Linked DNA regions of Gossypium hirsutum: region 1 is linked to region 2. A link is a contact called in public Hi-C data. All regions are on one chromosome and are shown on one strand. The core of a region is the stretch at or near the end of the contact, and the rest is flanking DNA. Distances in the headings are between cores, read along the strand shown. Region 1 holds the start of LOC107961975 (polyadenylation and cleavage factor homolog 4). Region 2 holds the start of LOC107961971 (homeobox-leucine zipper protein MERISTEM L1).

Region 1 (2,726 bases), core at 10-2,509, 240 kb before region 2:
TTTAGGCTTTTAATTTGAGTTTAAATCATATTGGATTCAATTTTTAGGCTTAAATTTTATTATATATGAGCTCAATTATATTTACTATGTTTTATTATTTTATTGTTTATTTATTCTGAATTTTGGATATTTGAAGATTTTAAATTAATTAGGAGTTTTATATTTCTTAATCAACAAAAAAAATTAGTTTAAAACTACTTCTTTAGATTAATTAAAGTTTTAGTATATTGAGTTTAGTCCAATCCAATACATGTTTTTTATTTCTTAAAATAAATATTATTAATAAATTAATTTAACCAGATAAATTAAAATTTCAATTAAATAATTTTATCAGCCCAAACCTAATACCGTTGAAGTCATGATTACTTTATTGTAAAAGAATTTATGAGAAAATATATTTAATTTCTATATTCAACAGATTCATAATGATTAATTAATTTAATTCTATTTTCAAACTTTTCAATAAATAATAATTCACAAAACTTAAAGTAATTTTCAAATTATATTTATATTTAGTGAAAAAACATATTTATTTCTAAAATTTTTTTAACTTTATCATTTCTATTCTTTTCTATTCATTTGATTTATAATTTAACTTTTTTAAAAAAAAACTGAAATATAAAGAACAAAGCAAATAATAAAAAAATTAAATAAAATGTGAATTGAATAGTAGGTGAGTCGTATACAACTTGTGCTGATTCTTGAATTGACAATAATTCCGATTTTTATTCTTGGAGTTGGATAATCTTTACCCATGTTACTTATTAAAAAAAACCTTCAACAATGTATGCTTTTATATTATTGTATTGAGTATAAGATTGATATGTTTTTAAGTAATAACGTAACGATGTCTTGGTATTGATTAAGGTAGATACTTTAAGTCTTTAAACATTTAGATTTTAATTTCATTATATGTAATTATAATGTGTAAGTCTTCAATTTTATGTTTGTCCGAATTCCTTTTAGTATTTTTAATTCTTCACTTATTACATTTTATAATGGTTTGATTCTAGGTTATAATTACTCACTCCAGCTTATTATTGTATTCCATTTGTAACTGTAAAAAACTTTAAAAAGAAAAGTTTTCAAGCGATGATAACCGTCGGATTTACTTGACCTTTAGATTTAGCATTATTCTCTGTATCCCTGCTCACGGATAATCAGAGTATCTAAGCTTCTTAAAAGCCTCCACGTCAATGGAAATCTTGTGGGCCCCATATTTACCATAAAAAACTTCATTTTATTTCAACCGTGGATTAAACCAAATCTAGGAAGTCCTTTTTTTTTTTTTAATAATTATTATCTTCCCTCGTCTCAGCGAAAAAAAAATAAAGAAAAAAAGGGAAAACGAAGAGTACCAGACTCTCGTGTTTGTAACACACTAAAACAGCATCTGTTTATTGTTCGATGCTGGCAACAAAAACCCTAATTTAATCAGCATCGATTCACGATGGGCCGCAAGCCCTAATACCTTTACCGTTTCGGCTACTTTTTCTCTGATACATGTATGGAATCAGAGAAAATCCTACTTTCCTGAGAAAACCCTAGAAAATTTTCATCTTTTTCCTAAACCAATAGCAACAGTAGCAATAGCAGCATGGCCATATCCAATGAACTAGCCCAAAAGCAACTACCGTCGATATCGGAACGGTTCAAGGCTTTATTGAAGCAACGGGAAGATGAGCTCAGGGTTTCCGGCGGTATTGCTGATGATGATGGGGCAACGCCGACTACGGAGGAGATTGTTCAGCTTTACGAGGTTGTGTTATCGGAACTAACTTTCAATTCGAAGCCCATAATTACTGATCTCACGATCATTGCCGGTGAACAGCGAGAGCACGGCGAAGGCATTGCCGATGCTATTTGCGCACGAATTATTGAGGTTAGTTAAAATTAGGTTTTCCGTTGTACCTGCCAAGTAATTTGAACATTTAAAATTTTAATTTCAAATTTATTGCTTTCAGGTTCCAGTAGAGCAAAAACTTCCTTCGTTATATCTATTAGATAGCATTGTAAAAAATATTGGCCGAGAATATGTTAGATATTTCTCTTCCCGTTTGCCAGAGGTGAGTCATTGCCAATCTTTTTGATGAAGTTCTTTTCTTTGCTATTAGCTTGATATAGGTTATCTTATTTTATTTTATTTTTCATTCTTAGGTATTTTGTGAGGCATACAGGCAAGTTAATCCTAACTTGCATCCTGCAATGCGACATCTATTTGGCACATGGTCAACAGTTTTTTCGCCTTCTGTGCTAGGTAAAATCGAGATGCAATTGCAATTTTCTCAAACGGGGAACCAACAATCTTCTGGAGTAACTTCCTTGCAGTCTTCTGAATCACCTCGTCCAACACATGGCATACATGTTAATCCTAAGTACTTGCGGCAGTTGGAACAACAGTCAGGTGCAGATAGTGTAAGCTTTCTAATGGAAAACTCTGTTCTTCACATCCTCTATTTCATTGGAATAAATGCTCTGTTCTGTAGTCTTATGCACATTCACTATTTAGGATATCATCGCAAATCATGTTCTTTTGAGAATTTGTTTGAATCAGATGTTGCTAGCAGTTATAGATCCTTCTGGACAGAATTGCTTTTGGTACTGAAGGACAGTTGCAAGCTGAATTGGATTTTGATCACCAGGGATAGGCTGGATTGAGGGGTAGAGTTGCCAGAATGTTAATGACAATTGATATATTAGGATTTCTTTCGGTTAAGTTATTTGCT
Region 2 (2,914 bases), core at 255-2,754:
ATCATCAGGGTGAGGGCACTCCTTAAAGAATCTGAGCAACAAAGTGTCAAAACAATCAATTCCCCAAAGAAGAACTAGTCATGTTAATATTTCTTATCTTTAAGTAAGAGGAAAAAAAAAACTTACGCTTCCATCTCCTGGATTTGACGCTGGGTATGACGATGATAACACTTCATTTTAGGGCGTTGGTCAGGATCTTGATCATCTCCAGAGGGAGCATCCATAGTTTCAGTGACTGATTTGATCTCATAATCATCATCCCTGACCTTCCCCATTAGTTCACTTTCCGAGGTCTTATGAGACATGTCGAACATATGGGGACTCTCAAATAAGTTGGGGCTAAACATGTTAACAAAGTGCTCGAATGTCGACGGTATGGATATTCTGGGTTCTGCCGAGAGAACATACACAAATCAAGCAAACTAAAATAAAGGGGGAAAAGGGTTAAATAAACTGTAGAACAGTAACGAAAGACACAAAATGTAAATACAAAGAAGTCATAAAGAAGGTTAAAAAAGTCAAAACCAGTGCATGACAATCGAATCGTCGAAACATTTGGAAGGCAAATAAACAGTGGAGCTGTAAACCATATACCATCTCTCTTTCAAAGAAAAAAAGTTTTAGTTCGCTTATCGAGAAGGATTTTTCTTTGAATATCTTAATAACCAACTGCTACTATATTTAAAGGTAGCATATACTTCGAAGATTAAAATGATGGATTAGTCGAAAGCTTATCGTAATCTATTCCCATGGGAAAAGTGAAAGAACCTCGGAGAAATAAAAAGAGCAGCAAAAGTTGGGGAAAAAAAGGAGGAAAGAAATTACCTTATATATGGATTATTTGGAGGAGGAGACTAAGAGCTTAGGGCAACTATTTTCTTGTCTTAAATGCAGTGGTAAGTTGGTCACTAGAAATCTCATGTTGGGAGACATAGATAGCCGATGACCTTTAAAACCCTAACCAGCAGCAATACATGCTACACATATCAGTCTCTTGCTTGTTAGATTCTTGGCCCCGGTTTCCTATATTGGTGGTATTTAGGTTGATTTTGATAGAAAGTCCCCACAAACCAAAGATTACAAACACTTTTTGCACTCTCTCTTGATTCTCAGCAAAGCTTTATAAGCGAATTTATGAAAGAGAGAATGGCAAATGTTGTGAACACAGATCGGGTGCTATAAACAAGCTGGTCCAGGGAAAGAAATAGGTTTTGTGAGTAGAGACTTTTTAAAGGGCCGTATAGGCAAAACAAAAGAAAACCCTTTTGAACATTGTTGAGAAAGATTAATGAAAGGAGGCTTTAGGGTGGTTTTTAAGAGTTTGGGGTCACTGGTTTGACAGACCTACCTTGAGAGAGAATAGGGTTAAAGTCTAGAGAGAGAAAGGGGTTTGAAGTTCCTAGGGGGGGTTGAGGAAAATGAAGAGAATTGAAGAAACAGGTGGAGAGGATGTGGCAGCTAAGGAGTTAATAGCAGAGCCCATCGAGAGGGTGCAATAGCATTTATGGTGGGTGAGAGGTGTAATTGCGAGTGATAGAAATAAAAATTATAGAAAGAGAAAAACATCTCCCCTTCCCTACCCTTTCTTTAAATTAACTTTGTAAGCTTTCAACTAGTTTTCAGTGTCTCAGCTCCAATATTGATAGGTTTTACTAATAAGCATGCAGGTATAGGATATATATATATTTGTAGATAAAAGAAGTTAAATATATTTACTAATAACAGGACTTATATCTAATATCAATACTGTCTTGTAAAATTTTCATCTCAATCAACTTGGAGCAACATCATAAATTCTCAAATCAAGAGAAATATTTCTTCCTAATATTGTCATGAAATCTGCAACAATATTCACTGTGTACACATATAGTATAAAAAGTTTAAATTTTTCATAAGATAAAAGATATAATTGATATCTCACAAGTTTAAATCATAACGACTACTTTCAAATATTTATTGTTTTGTTTTGGAATTAAATATTTGCTTTATATATGGTTGAATATTATACTAATTAATTTCCCCATCAAATTACATGAAAAGCAAATTAGAGCTGCTGCTAGAATAACTGAAATATATTTAATCTTTCGGCTTGCTCTCAAATCTTCCAAGAAATTATTGAGTCTGAAGGATACAGGCTATGATCTGCATTTGCAGATTTCAGACGCATTATATATCATGTCCATGCATGCATGCCTACCAAAATCTATGTGGTGCAATTCTCATAATTGCTAACCAAATTTAATCTCGTCTCTTCCTTTTGACATATATGCATACATATAATCATATCCGGTCGGTATATGAATTAATTCAACTCATCTGTGATCTGTTTTATGTATTTATTTACTTTTATTGCATTAATTATCGACATTGAAAGGGTATTGCAGATTGCACAACCAACAGCTAAAAGAATAGTACAACTTTAACGTTTTTTTCCTTTCATATTTGACATATTACCCAAGATTTTGTTATAATATTGTGCCTGGGTAGCTCCTTTGCATTAGCTACCTAACTACTCTAACATTTATTATCTTTCATTATTTTTTCTAATAACAAGTAATTCATTCTTTTATTTTTTTGATGGGACATGAACTTTAAAGTGATTCATTAAATAAAAGTACCATATTCCGTATACGATTAAACATTTACATTTTTCTTTGTAACCATGCTTGAATTCAAAATAGCAAGCTTATTTGGTCATGTATCTAAGGGTGTAGGCCAAACATTTTGTTGCTCATTCTTCTTTTGCTCCTTAGACATGCTTCTTCTGCTGCTCTCCTTGAGACATGTATTCAATTATTTTCTCACTAACATTTGTTTACGGTAAATGTTAAAATCTCATTTCCTTCTCCTTAAACCACCGAAACAAAAAGAGTTTAGGTCTGAAGAATAGATTCATGATGAAATTGTTACTACA

What was found. A called contact is a pair of places that touch in the nucleus more often than the background predicts.
Region 1: a Hi-C map of leaf shows a contact between it and region 2, with 2.2 times the contacts expected there. The contact joins the promoter of LOC107961975 here to the promoter of LOC107961971 in region 2. A contact is called at or near these places in 3 of 34 Hi-C or Micro-C datasets (leaf and seedling).

What each region holds. Positions count from the first base shown.
Region 1 is chrA06:116,084,458-116,087,183 of Gossypium_hirsutum_v2.1, reverse strand. LOC107961975 (polyadenylation and cleavage factor homolog 4) reads left to right here and starts at 1,259. Exons shown (of 7, transcript XM_016898169.2): 1 at 1,259-1,882; 2 at 1,965-2,066; 3 at 2,158-2,415. The coding sequence starts at 1,598.
Region 2 is chrA06:115,842,835-115,845,748 of Gossypium_hirsutum_v2.1, reverse strand. It overlaps LOC107961971 (homeobox-leucine zipper protein MERISTEM L1), which reads right to left and starts at 1,504. Exons shown (of 12, transcript XM_016898160.2): 1 at 826-1,504; 2 at 127-391; 3 at 1-31. The coding sequence starts at 347.